Linked DNA regions of Mus musculus: regions 2, 3 and 4 are each linked to region 1. A link is a contact called in public HiCAR-type, HiChIP or PLAC-seq and promoter capture Hi-C data. All regions are on one chromosome and are shown on one strand. The core of a region is the stretch at or near the end of the contact, and the rest is flanking DNA. Distances in the headings are between cores, read along the strand shown.

Region 1 (3,165 bases), core at 595-3,094:
GGCTGTATATCACCAGCTTGTATAACTATTGTAGAAGTATGCATTGTTCCTTTCCTGTCTTCAGCTTTTCACTGTACTTTCTTCCTCTTCCTCCTCCTCTTCTTCCTCTTTCTCTTCTCCTCCTCCTTCTCCTCCTCCTCCTCCTCCTCCTCCTCCAAAGTATCATACCTGAAATTCTCTTTTGTATCTCTGCTCCTCCATCAGAGTGTACACTCTCTGGACCTTGTATCCTCAGTACTCAGAATAGCACCTGCTTACAACCTTGCACTCAGTTAGGGGCAGGACTTTGAACCGCCCTGATGGTGAAGCCCAGAGGATATACATTGTCTGCAGGACACACACAAGCACAGAAGTGAAAACTTTAAGGAAACAACATGCACACGTCCTGGGCTCACATTGGATTTCGTTGAAAAAGAAATGCAGGAGCACAGAGAGACAAGCCTGTTCCAAGAAGAGTAAAAATGCTCAGTGTAGAACATTACCCAGGCAAAGTGGCCCGGATGCCCCCTTCGTTCTGTGACCTCACATGGTCAGTTCTACTTGCACAAACCATATTCACAAGAACATTGTACTAAGGACAATTTTAGGTCTCCATCCACATACTTATTCATCCAACAAGTGTTGGTTGAACTCCTGGCTGCTACCAGGAATTTTGCCAAACAAATCAATTAGCTGCTTCTCTTGATGCCTAAGTTGGAGACTGGAGTTCTTTGTCTCTAGCACAGAGGGAGGGTGACCCCTGGGCAGCTCCTTCCAATCCATTGTCTTCCTCGGTTATTTATGTCTTTATGGTCAGTACCTAGAGAGGTGTGTGTGTGTGTGTGTGTGTGTGTGTGTGTGTGTTGCGCATGCTCTCTTCACAGAAAAGGACTGTGGCAACATCAATACTAAGAGAAAAGTTTTGAAATAAGGGGGAATGCTTACACTTCAAGAAATGTTTTAAATCTATGATTATAATTAAAGCTCTTTTAAAAAGCACCCAAGGTTTTTCGGTCGTTGCTGTTTGGGTTTTTTTTTTTCCCCCTGTGTTTTACTCTTTAAAAACAGGGGAGCCTCGTTTCATCCCTGTGCCGGTCTTAGTGAGAAGGGCTATAAGAAAGAAAGAAAGAAAGAAAGAAAGAAAGAAAGAAAGAAAGAAAGAAAGAAAGAAAGAAAGATCTTCTAACTAGCTCTGGTTGTTCCCAATTTTGCCTGGAGAAAAATGGACAATCCACAGTGTAATCGCCTGCAGCTTTTATCTCCGAAAGATAAAGCTCTAAAGACTTTTACCCTTCGGAGAGGCTTTACTCAACTGAAGGGCTATTTTTAAACCCACGCCGGAATCTTTCTTGAAGCAACAGGACTTAACTGGTCTATTGACTACATATAGATAGTGGTGTGGTTGCTAGATAAGAGGTGCTATGCTCTCAGATATTTGTGGGTGGTATCCCCGTTCTGTTCTTTAACATTTTTAAGAGATTAAACTACAGCGAAAGTGTGAACGCAGTAAGAGGCTCTACCAGCCTTACAATCTCCCGTTTTGTATGCAAATCAGACGGCCAGTCTCAGGACCTCGGCAGCCACTTTCGCGCCACTTCCCAGGACCGCGCAGCTTCATAAAAAGCCAGTGGCACTGAGTTCCCACAACGCCACTGTTTCATAGAACATTCAGCAGTTTCCGAGGACACTCAAGGTTATTACAACCACGAGAACCGCTTCTATTTTTTTCCAGAGCTGGGACGCTTCGGGTACCGCTAAAGAGGTCATCTTAGCTGGCAGGACCTGCGTCCCGGCGCGGGAAAGCCGGTGGCCCCGCCCCTCCGGCGGCGGAGTGCGCGCCCCGCCTCTGTCCCGGAGCTCGGGTTGTTCGGGCTCTGAGTGCTGGTGTGTTCCGACGAACTATCCCCGTTCCGAGTGCCTGGGTACCCGCCGCCAACATGGAGGCTCGCCGCGCGCGGGTGAGGCCCGGCCGGGTGCACCGGGGCGGGGTTGGTGGGTGCTAGACACGGGCGGGTCCGGGCCACTTCCCTCCGACTCCGCGGGTTAGCTCCGCTCACTTGTCCCACGCGCTCCTGATTGTCGCCAGGTTGAGGGAAATCACAGATCGATTTTCTTATAATCTTTGCACCCAGGATAACTCAAGGCCAAGGTGATGCGCCCGCCGGCGCGCACGGAGTTGCCAGCGTTCCCGGAACCTGCGGCACGGGCGCTCATGCTCCACGTGCGCGCGGAGGCCTGGGACTCGCCGCTGGCCATCCTGTCTGGCGGTCGTATCCCAGCCTTCCACCTTCTGGGACCTCACCCTGCACGACCCGCTGGCGGCGAGTGCGTTGTTACCTACGCGTGCACTAGTGGCCCTGGGATCGATCCTCTTTTGCTCTGCGTCCCCTTCTAACCACTCTGGATCTGCGGGTTTAGCGTAGATGGCCTTGTGAGCATTTCTTGAGAACTTGGGTTGTGCACGTGGGGGGAGGTATTGTTTTAGTCCTAGGCTGTGGTCAGATGCAATTTTGGGGCCCAGCGATGCAAGTCGTGTGCCGCGACCGTTTAGTAACCTTCCCTGCGTCCCCCAACTCCCCACCCGTCCCACCCTTTTCTTCCCGGCTTGCAGCTGCGAGCTGGAACGTAACTCTTTTTGCTCCAACGGAAGCCAGAACTTATGTCCTGCCCTGGAGTGGGTTGAAGAGTGGGGGGATGGGCGGAAAGGAAGACAGTGACGTGCTTCAAATAAATATCGGGTTCGGGGGCCCTTGTGGCGAGGTCTGAGTGGGTAGACGGAGTCGTGGTCTCATAGCGGATCTCCGCGCGTGGGGAAATGGGCTTGGAGTTTGGCTTGCCTTGGTGCATATTTGGACACCTGACTGGAGGAATCGACTTCACCTCTCCGCACTTCAGTTTTCTTACTTATTTAAGTGATGGTAACGTCGCTGCAAAGAATTAAGCGAACATCAGTACCAAATCTGCCGTCAAAGAACACTCACCGTAAACAGAATTAAGAGTTACATCTGCCAAAAAAGTTCACCCCAGGCACGACCTTTGGCTCTCCTTTTTTGTGTGTCTTTTCCATCGAAGACATACTTGCCTGGTGAATGACTGACCGTTGGCCTGTCCTGGCTTGTTAAAGATTAGCCTCTTTTCCTGATGGCTTTTGATTGACTGCCTCCCCTGAGGCTGACATGGAGTTAA
Region 2 (3,490 bases), core at 544-3,043, 440 kb before region 1:
TGTTTGTCCTCAGCATCCTGGGAAATGCAGAGCCGCAACTCCTTGTGCCCTGGAGCTTTTAGAGACCTGCAAACCCTCACGCCTATCTTCGTGTTTTTATTCCATGCTTATTTTTCCTCACCACCAAGCTCGCTGCAATGTGCACTCACATCAGAGACATGTCTCCCAGCTTCTCAGACAGCCTTCTGGCCTTGGCCCTTCTTTTTGCTATCTTACAGAACTTTGACCAGCCAACAAGGGGGTGTGCCTACAGGCAGCATCCATGTCTAATGGTGTCCGACATGACATGTTCATGTAGGTTTCTGCTTGGCAACAGGCATCTTGTTTAGGAGTAGTCTCTCCAGTTCCCCAGTGACACTTTGTCTGCATCTCCAGGGACATCTTACCCTCAAAACAATACACACAAATAATAGCAATAGTGATGATGATGGTGGTGGTGATTATGATGATGATAGTAAACCTTAAAGTAGGCATATATACCTACTATATTAGACAACAGCACTCAACTCTCTCTCTCTCTCTCTCTCTCTGTGTGTGTGTGTGTGTGTGTGTGTGTGTGTGTGTGTGTACACAAGGCCTTGCTTTTCCCTGCAGATTTTATAGGTGAGGAGAATTTATGGTATAACAAATATTTAAATCCTAGAAACATGTATGCTTTTTTAGCAATTCTGGAAACACCTAAACTAAGGGAAATCTCCAATCATATCAATTCCTAAAGACTGACTGACTTTCATGTTTCAAAATAGAGAATGGTGCTTTATGATGTCACTAAAGCCTGTAACACTCACTGTTATCTTTATTTGATACAAACCCAGCAGCTGGGTTGGGTATGGCTATGCACAGTTAGATACGCTATGAACTGAGGCTAGTGGGTCCTACTCGCTGTATATAAAGCACTTAGTACAAAGCTTTGAATGAGCAGGGTCCCGGTGTTTTCTGCTAACTAATAAAAAGTTGATTGCCTAGACTGGAGAGCTGTTGGCTCCCATACCTGCAATGCTAGCAATGGTCACAAGAGGGCAGTGTTAGAACATGAAAACCAGGAACTGCAGCCCAGTATTTTGAAACTGCAGGAGTTTAAATTTTGTTCAGCCATTTCACTGGAGCAGAGATTCTGGGCTGCACTTGGCCTTGGTCTCCACTTCATTCCACCCCCTCATCTGTCATTGTGCCATTATCTGGCAATTTTTACTCTGGTTTTGAAAAAAAGACCTCTTGCTGTTTTTCTCTCTAAGGTCAAATAGAAAACCTTTAGTCATCCCTGCCTTTGCTTTTACAACACAGATGCCTTTGTTCATTGCAGTTTTGATTATTAAATTTGAAGTACAGCTCTCTCTCCCTTTCTCCCCACCCTCCTTCCCTCCCTCTCTCCCTCTTTCGCTCCCCCCCCTCTGTGTGTTTCCTTCCCTCCCTCCCTCCCTCTCCCCCGCTTCCTCTCCCTGATTCTTTCACTTGGCCACACACTCTGTTCGCTTTCCTTTCAGTGACATCACCATTTTTGGGAGACACTACTTGAACACATTTCTGAACAGTTTTACGAAGCCCAGAAAACGTAAAAGGTGGCAAGCTGGTTGCAGATGGTGTCACTGCTGACTCCCGCCGGAGCTCTGGCTGGGGCTGAGCTATTCATTAGGAATGGATATTTAGTTGACTTGGCATTCTGCACAACTCACCCTACATGTAGTTTTGTTGTTGAGTATTCTTTGTCCGGGTGACACAGTGCTGGCCAGTTCAGCTCTGCACTGGTTAGAAATGCCCGTGCCAGGCCGTGCTCTGCAAGCCAGCCCCAGCGAGCTTGCCTGATGTCCATCGGCTGCCCGACAAGCCGATTCCAGGGACACGCTCTGAAAGGAACCGGCCTTGCCGTTGCCGCTTGCCAGAAAACACATTTGACTTAGAAGTATCTTGCCTTCCTGCTTGGCAGTAAATCCTTTTGACACACGTGCAGTTGGATGCCTTGACAGACTCTGAAATTGGGTTCCATTTGATTTGATTACTTAAAAACGCTTAGAGAACTCAATAAATTCCAGGAGCAAATTCAAGCTCAGGAAGCAAAATGCAAGAGCTTTGAAACCTAGTGGCAAGTATAGGCTGGAAATGAACCCTGTAAAAACATCAGCTTTTAAAGAACTTATGCTTCTGAGTCTACCTATACACGTAAAGATAACCTAACACAAATAAGATTGTTAACTCTTGACTCAATGACACAGAAATGAATAAATTCTGAATAGCTAACAGGTCTGATAACTCTTCAGAATCACAGGATAATTTTTCATTTTCCATGAGTTCATCACAGACACAGCTCATGTCCCCAGATCATCTGCGCAGGCCAGGTTTCAGTGGACCATGATCGTACATTGTGACATGTAACCCTGGCCTTCTTACCACCGTGACCACTTCACAGTGTCCGTATGAACACATGTGAGACAGCTCTGGCGAGAATGTCTGCTTTAAGATGTGAGAACGCCACAATGCAGATGCACAAAGCAGATAAATTAAGAGGTGATTAGTCGCAGTACAAAAGGATTCTTTGATTTACAGCAGGATTGTCAGGAGGGTTTCTTTGAATACAAGCTCCCCCAGAGAGCTCAAGTGTTTTGCAGATCATTCAAACCACTTGACATCCAGACTGGGGGACAGAGAAACTTGGAATTTAAGTGTTGAAAGCCATCATTAGATGAAGCTTAATACAACACGACTATAGAGGTTCTCTGTTGTTTAAATAAAGGCAAAAATATAATTTGCTTTTTAGAAGTGTAGAAAACCTATACATGCGTGGCGATGTGACTGAGTTAGGAATTATATTGTATTATTTTTTATCTATTTAATTCTGGCAAGCTGACTCAGCCAGTAAAGGTGACTGCCACCAAGCCTGGTGACTTCAGTTCAAGTCCTGAAGCCCACACGCTAGAAAAAGAGAACCAACTCTTATAATTTCTCACAATGACCTCGTCGGGCATGCTATGGTATATGTATCACGGTAGCTTTCCCCCCCAATACAGAAATGTTTAAGATGTGTTCTGCTATTAATCTTTTTTAAACATTTATTTATTTATTTAATGTATACAAGTGATCTATCTGCATGTACACCTGCATGCCAGAAGAGATCATGAGGTCCCTTTATAGATGGTCATGAACCACCATGTGCTTGCTGGGAACTGAACTCAGGAACTCAGCCAGTGCTCTTAACTGTTGAGCCATCTCTCCAGCTGCTGATCTTGTTAAAGGCATTGTGACCATTTCACAGAGGTCTGAGAGGAGCCAAAGCCATGGAGGCAGTGTAATCTAGATCTGCCAAGGTTCAGGCCCCTTCCACATCAGCTCTGCCTGACTCTTGTCTCTGTGTGGACCTCCTTTGCCTCTTGTTTGGTGCCTGTCACCACAGGCTGGTTGGCATCCTTTGGTTTGGTCCCAGCATCTAAGATGGCTGTAGTTTTGTGTGGCAAAGACTCAGGCAGGTTTAGAAACTGGTACATGCAGACTGAGGTAT
Region 3 (3,490 bases), core at 126-2,625, 460 kb after region 1:
CCCTTTCAGGGCTGACTCAATGATTCCCAAGGAGAGATTTAGATTTTGGCCAGTAACAAACCTCCAAAGCAATTTTTTTTTTTTGGTATTGTTTCTTCCTGAATTTGGCCTATCAAGTAACCCTCAAGTTCAACACCAGAAAGGAACAAGGAAGGCCCTCTGTTAGTTCTGTGAATGTCATAAAAGTTTACTAGGTGTCCATATGAACTGTGCCAAGCAAGCTGCCTCAGGGCTACACTTAGGCTCTCCCTGCTTGGGGGTAGACATTCCAGATGCCACATCTGTGGACACTTAGCAGAGTTATGCTCCAACTCTTAAAGGATCATGTTCAAGGAGAGAGGGAAACAAAACTAGCCTTTTCCTAACTTGAAATAAAGGGACTGTACTGTTATAATGAAACAAGCACATGAAACTAGAGAAACCACAGAGAATTTTGTTAAAATCAGAAGGGTAATTGTAGTCCTATCATTAGGACTAACCAGAGCGCTTAGAATAGAAATCATGAAATAACCATCATTTTACCCTAAGTGCTAAGCATAGAACATGTGCTCAAATGGCAGAAGGGAAGAATGTCACTGCGCCTACAAATTCTATGTAGGGGACGAGGATAAGAATTCCCTAACTACTCACCTGAGGCAAGCCCACCCATTCCAGTGTAATCCACTTTTGCTTGTGTGTAGGTGCACCACATGGGGCAGTGCACAGAGAAACTGCAAATGCAGGTGGCTGTGAGCCACTGTGGATACTGGGAATCAAACCAAGGTCCTTTGTGAGAACAGCCAGTTCTCTTAACAGCTCTTTACCCCCAAGACAAATAAATTATTAATACAAGTTAATACATAAAACAAAATAAAAATTATGAAAGATTACCCAGCTTTAAGGCTGGAGATGTGGCCTAATGGCAAAGTACTTGCGTAGTATACTCAAGGCCCCAAGTTTGATTGTAAGTGTCGCAAAAGATGAAACTTTTGTTTTGAAACAGGAAGGATCTCACTGTTCAGCCCCTGGCTGACCTTGCACTCAGATCTGCCTGCCTATGCCTCCTGGGTGCTGAGGTTAAAGCCATGTCACAACCAGCCTGAAATGTTTTAAAATACATATATTGTGGGGATTTTAGACTAAAAAATGTCTTTAAAACTTACAAATGTTATAAGGAAATTATATGATGGATGGTAACTTAATTTCATTTTGATTTTTAAATTATTTGTTATGGAAGCTTTTCTCCGATATTAAAATTCACCGATCAGCTCCTAACCTTTAAGACTCTTTTTGTCGTCTCTCCTCTCTTCCCACACCCTCAACCACCAGTCTTTTTAGCAAGTCTCTAACTACTCAGGCAGTAGGCAACACATGGTTGCCTGTGATGCCCTCCACCTCCTGTAGTGTCTGAGTCTCCTTGGCTGTTCTTCCAATCCCACCATCTGAGCCGATGCTCCTTTCCCAAGGTTCAGTCTCAGCTTAAAAGTAGTTTGAGAATTCTGGACTTGAATTATTTTTTCTGGGAAGAGGCCCATGATCACCGAGAGGAGAAATCATGAATTTTTCTCACAGCAAATGCAACGAAGGCATATGTAAGCATTTGGTTATGTGTACACACGGGCAAGGCAAGAGACCAACAAGCTTCCTAACGTGAGCGCTGATGAGGAGGCGCACTAAAACCAAATCTGTTCCCAGAGCATCAACCAACTGGTTTCCTGGGGTCACATAAGGCTTACCACCCATTCATAGCAGTGTTTTAAGCACATTAGTCAGTAAGTTTACATTGAAAACACTTCTTACCAACCTCATAAAATTTAACTTTAGGATATTGTGTCAACTTTTAAAACCCAAATTTCAAAATTCTAATTCAAATATTAAATATACTATAATGAAACAAAAACTTGGGAAACTGAAGTTCTAGTCTAAAGTACAATTAGAATCTTAAAGGGAATGCCTACTGTCCTTACTTTTTCCCAAAAATATTTTTTGGACTTTACGTTACTTTTGCTTTAAAAAAAAAGTCTGTTTTGGGGTTTTTGGGAGCCTTGCAAAAATATACAATCTTTACAAGCAAATATTAAGTTTACCAGGATGTTAAAGAGATAATCTAGAGGTTATGAATGTTGGCTATCCTTCTGGAGGTCCTGGCTGGGTTCAATTCTCAGCACCCTCATAACCAGCCCTCTGTAATGAGATGTTCCCTCTTCTGGTATGTATAAAAAAGGCAGGGCAGTCATATACCTAAGTAAATTTTATATGTAAAATGTTTTTTAGATGTTGGCAAGGTAGATACAGAAAAGCAATTAAAAGCACTGAAAGGCAGCAGTTAGCAGCAGTTTTTCCAGAGGACCCAGGTTTGATTCCCAGTACCTACACTTTGGCCCACAACTGTAAACTCCAGTCTCAGGGGATCCAAAACCCTCCTTCTGGCCTCCTTGGGATGGGGCATGCATGTGGCACACATACAAACATGCAGCTAAGATACCCACACACATAAAACAAAATACAACTAATTTCCAGGACCTGACGCTAGAGTGCTTTTCACATAAGCCCTGAGTTTGACTCCCTAGAACCTATGTGTAAGAGACCAACACTATATTGCCCTCTGACATCTACTATAGCCACAGCCACTGTAGCCACAGCTTTTCATGTCCTGAAAAGCTTTCTAGCGCAAACCAGCATGGTGGAACTGATGTGTAATCCCAGTACTTGGGAGGCAGAGGCAGGAATAGTTCATCTATGACAACTTCAAGGGCAGCCTGGGCTAAATAAAGCTGTCTGAAAAATGAGTTCTGAGATTTCCTGATGGAAAACACTGGTTAACTTTTTAAAAAAAACTTATTAGTGCACATATACATGATTAGGTGTTTAATGTGCATGCAATGATTGTCACTGCATGCATGTAAAAGTTAGGAAACAACATTATGGGGTTGCACTGTGTAGCAAGCATCCTTACATACTGAGTCACCTTGCTGGTCCCAAGAATTATGCTCTATAAAATATGTGACACGTTCCAATTTATCTAAAATGTTGCTCTAAAATGTTGTATTAAAAGCACTTTCACTATTCTGAAGGTCAAAGTTGTAAGGCAGTTGACTTTGTGATATGCATACCTCCTTTTAAAGCATTGAGTGGTGTCTTTAAGGCACACAAGACATGCAGCTCAGATTAATTGCACCTGTATATACATAAAATGTAAGTTCTAGCCATTTATAAAAACTGACAAAACTACTGAAGGGTGTACAGTGAAAAACAGTCCTGTCCACTAATACACATTTGACAACTAAGAACTGGCTTCAGAACAATTCTTCAACTACTTTTTCCAAAATTAGGTTAATTGGGGAACCCCAGGTCCAACATTCAAACAATATAAAAACAGAAGGACTTACAATCACTACACTAGAAATCAAATCTTCACCTGCTAAGCAAAAGCTCTCAAGCCCACAAACACACTTTAAGACCATCAATTCAATGCATTTAGTCTCTAAAATATGCTTGGGAATTCTTATAT
Region 4 (3,344 bases), core at 154-2,653, 270 kb before region 1:
CCTGCCCTGTGCTGCCTCAGGTTCATCTCCCTGACTTGTCTCAGTCGCAGCTATGGGAGCTGCTTTCTCAGCTGCATCTTTAGTTCTAGGTAGGGGGAGGGCGGAGAACATTTCTAGTAACTGCATCTACTGACTGTTTTTCTACAGCCTTCTTGTGTGCTTAGGCGAGGTACGTGGTCTTCCTCACTACAGGGAAGTTACTAGTCACAAGTAGTCCGTATGTTTGCCCAGGATCTTGTTTTTCAAAAAATATCTACATCGGTAATTTGTTTCTCCTAATGCATTACTCGCTTTTGTAAGAAACTAATGGTCTTTTTTTTTTTTTTTTTTTTTTTTTTTTCTTCTTGTCCAGGTATACTGTGATGTCAGGAACACCTGAAAAGATTTTAGAGCATTTTCTAGAAACAATACGCCTTGAGCCATCGTTGAATGAAGCAACAGGTAAGAAGGGATCTGTAGCTCCACTGAATCCACGGGTAGAGATGTGAGAGAGAAATCCGCTTTGACTCCCAGTCTACACTGCCAAGGCAACCCTAGAGGGTGCCGTAAGCATCCAGTTTTAAAGAGCATCCCCAGATGTGTGTGTGTGCAGAGAGCGGTCTTTCCCTCACTGCAATGGAGCTTCATTCAAGCACATGGGCCTTTCCTAGATATCTGCTTTCATGACTTTCAGTTCTCCCGGCACACACAAAAGTATCCGTTAGGCCACCATCTAAAACCAGTCTCTCCCCGTAGCACATTTGAAGCTGCCCACATCAAGAATAAATGGTGCTCTCTCTCTCTGTGGTTGTGGAGTTTCATTCCACAGTGAACTGAATGCCACCTGGATTGGCTTACTGCCAGCTGCTCTAACAGAACAAATGCTCAGACAGTGGCACCTGATTGTCCTACAGTTCTGGAGGAACTGGTGGTAATAATAGGTTGATCTTGGAGGGCTGATAGACAGCCTGCCCCATGCCTCGCTCCTGTCTCCTGGTATCTATTGGCATTCTTTGGAATTCCTTCCGTGTGTCACTCCAATGTCATGTTGGCAAAGCCTTCACCTTGTGAGTCTTCACATGCTCTTCCCTCTGTGCATAGATGTCTCTGTGACCAGGGTCCCATTTATAAAGAACAACAGTCATTGTTAGAGCCCACACTAGTAAGTCACCTCAACTTGTGTCTTAAAGATCCTATTTCTGTATAATGCCACACTTGAAAGTACTGGGGGTTAGTCCTACAACATATCTTTTGTGAATAAAGTTCAACACACAAGCTTTCTTGCAGTGAACAAGCCTTGCTGTTAAGACACAAAATTGAGGATTAAAAAAACAAATCTCATAAGTAGGCTGTGTCTAGAGTCACCTCCTTTGTATATCGTGGGCGCACTGGAAGGAACAGCCCACAGGCAGCTTTTTCTTAGTGCTTTCTTGTGATTCTGGGGCTGGGAGCCAGGGCCTTGGGTATACTAGGCAAGTGTTATATCACGGAGTTTGATTGCCAGTTCAGGCATCCAATTTAAAAGAAAAATCCTATGCTTATCTCTCTGAATAACACTATGGGTTAATGTTTTAAGCACAGTGACTGCCACAGGGGAACATTTCTCACTGTATGAAATTCACAGATTTTTCTGAGAAACTTAGTGGTAGGTCAAAATCCATTTAACAACTGATTTTGGCAGTCTACCCAGGATGAAGATACCATTGTTACATAATTCTTATAAGTATGTTGCCACTGACTTCTTAATCTCCTCCCAGTGTCTTATGCTCTGAATTGATTATCTGAGGTTTTGCAGACCAGCAAAGGATCTGGGAATAGCTGACAGAGAGCCAAGCTCCTGGGCTTGGAGTCTCTTCTTCTCAGAGCAGGCTTTGTTAATCAGTCCAGGAAGGTGCTAAGATGGATGCCTTGTGTAAGGTGATGTAAACAGACCACCCTTTCTCCCTGCGGAAACTTAGAACATGCCAGAAGACACACGAGGGAAGGTAGAAATGAACTGAATTTAAGGCAGTATGTGCTCAGTGCTTCAGGGGCACCGACCAAGAAGACGCAGGACAATGCCATGAACAGTTCAGTCTTCAAAGTGGCCCTGAAGGAAAGCTGGGGGCCAGTAACTAGAGCTGGGACAAAGCCTTCCATGTCAAGAGACACAATTCGTAGTAGCAAGGACAGAAGGGATTAGCAGTCTGGACTCTGCATCATGTGCATACATGGACCAGGAAGCTAAGGACAAAGGTTTTGGAGTACAGATTTCCCAGGGTCTTAAATCCAAAAGCAAGTACCGTGGAACAGCTGGAAATGTCTGGGCAAAGAGGAGAGAAGCTTTGCTACACGCAACAACTAGGGAATTTTTAAAAAGGGAGGGGGGAGGCAGATCTTCTGTACTTAGGTAAGAGGATTGCTTCTGATAGGCATTTGTAACCTTCAAAACACATGCACACACACACACACACACACACACACACACACACACACACACACACAGACACTCATATACTCACACATTCACACATGTCATAGCTTGAGATAAAAGGTTTGCATTGTAATTCATAAGGTCCCAGCCCAGAAGAAAACATGCTGTGTGGCTAAAGTGACTGGTTCCATCCATACAAGGCTGTCTTCCTATATGTTTTATTTTTATTCATTGTCTTAAGAAATTGAATTTCGATCTCATGCTCTGTCCTTATCATTAATTTGAGACGAAGACACCTACGCACACAGGAACACACTTAAATGAATAGATCCTCTCGCTGCCCTAGAGACTATCACAAGAATGTAATTTCTTCTCTTTTTTTCCCTTCCAGATTCGGTTTTAAATGACTTTGTTATGATGCACTGTGTTTTTATGCCAAATACCCAGCTTTGCCCTGCCCTTGTGGCCCAATATCCTTTTGTCAAGGTAAGCTCTTGGAAACACCCCACATGAGCGTGGCCATCATGACAGTCCATCTCCCGACGGTAAGTCATGGCTCAGGCAGTATTATAGCTTTTGGTCTTATCAGACTCTGAAGCGCCAGCATTTACCCTGGTGTAGACAGACATCTGCTTTTTCTTGCCTATGGGTTTTGCCCACTGTATGAAGTACAAGCCAATTTACCTCAGCATCTTAGTCCATTTTCCAATTGCTGTAGCAGAATCCCCAACACTGGGTTGTTTATAAAAGAAAAAAAAGAAGTTGACTCAGTTCATGGTTCTGAAGGATGGAAGTCTCAGGACCAGGTAGCCTTGCACTGTGTCATTAAATAACAAAAGCAGAAAGGTAGGCAAGCACATGCTAACAGTCCCAGAGAATAAGAAGCCGCTAGCTTCCTCAGGTACGAGCCCTGCCCCTCAGAGAGAGACACTAATCTACCTGTGAGGTAGTG

Evidence for each region. Promoter capture Hi-C pulls out the DNA fragments that hold promoters and counts their contacts. HiCAR-type assays count read pairs that join an accessible place to other places. HiChIP or PLAC-seq counts read pairs in DNA pulled down with a chosen protein or histone mark.
Region 2: a HiCAR-type map of astrocytes shows a contact between it and region 1, with 2.3 times the contacts expected there. The contact joins the enhancer-like site here to the promoter of Cdca7 in region 1. A contact is called at or near these places in 6 of 39 promoter capture datasets (the 3T3-L1 cell line, embryonic stem cells, hippocampal neurons and 2 more), 7 of 115 datasets of contacts at active chromatin or transcription factors (the NIH/3T3 cell line, T-cell acute lymphoblastic leukemia, astrocytes and 4 more) and 3 of 9 other capture datasets (adipose tissue, macrophages and pancreatic islet).
Region 3: a contact with region 1 is called in a promoter capture Hi-C map of cranial neural crest. The contact joins the enhancer-like site here to the promoter of Cdca7 in region 1. A contact is called at or near these places in 9 of 39 promoter capture datasets (the 3T3-L1 cell line, cranial neural crest, embryonic stem cells and 5 more), 7 of 115 datasets of contacts at active chromatin or transcription factors (the NIH/3T3 cell line, bone marrow-derived macrophages, differentiating embryonic stem cells and 3 more) and 1 of 9 other capture datasets (adipose tissue).
Region 4: an H3K4me3 HiChIP or PLAC-seq map of the SCID.adh cell line shows a contact between it and region 1, with 10 read pairs. The contact joins the enhancer-like site here to the promoter of Cdca7 in region 1. A contact is called at or near these places in 5 of 39 promoter capture datasets (the 3T3-L1 cell line, cranial neural crest, embryonic stem cells and 2 more), 9 of 115 datasets of contacts at active chromatin or transcription factors (the SCID.adh cell line, T-cell acute lymphoblastic leukemia, bone marrow-derived macrophages and 4 more) and 3 of 9 other capture datasets (adipose tissue, embryonic stem cells and liver).

The regions. Positions count from the first base shown.
Region 1 is chr2:72,474,375-72,477,539 of GRCm38.p6, forward strand. It overlaps Cdca7 (cell division cycle associated 7), which reads left to right and starts at 1,845. Exons shown (of 9, transcript NM_025866.3): 1 at 1,845-1,937. The coding sequence starts at 1,917.
Region 2 is chr2:72,037,343-72,040,832 of GRCm38.p6, forward strand. The region is part of intron 3 of Rapgef4 (Rap guanine nucleotide exchange factor (GEF) 4); the gene reads left to right. Among named protein-coding and RNA genes, the nearest start is that of Gm29940, 16 kb to the right of the region's middle. Within about 2 kb of position 1,794, at least 83 of the 459 cell types and tissues checked have an H3K27ac peak or open chromatin away from gene starts, as enhancers often do. A contact at or near this core is called in adipose tissue, astrocytes and hippocampal neurons, where this site is marked.
Region 3 is chr2:72,932,141-72,935,630 of GRCm38.p6, forward strand. No RefSeq gene overlaps it. Among named protein-coding and RNA genes, the nearest start is that of Sp3os, 46 kb to the right of the region's middle. Within about 2 kb of position 1,376, at least 20 of the 459 cell types and tissues checked have an H3K27ac peak or open chromatin away from gene starts, as enhancers often do.
Region 4 is chr2:72,205,303-72,208,646 of GRCm38.p6, forward strand. It overlaps Rapgef4 (Rap guanine nucleotide exchange factor (GEF) 4), which reads left to right. Exons shown (of 31, transcript NM_001204165.1): 16 at 353-441; 17 at 2,784-2,862. Among named protein-coding and RNA genes, the nearest start is that of Map3k20, 79 kb to the right of the region's middle. Within about 2 kb of position 1,404, at least 13 of the 459 cell types and tissues checked have an H3K27ac peak or open chromatin away from gene starts, as enhancers often do. A contact at or near this core is called in the SCID.adh cell line and T-cell acute lymphoblastic leukemia, where this site is marked.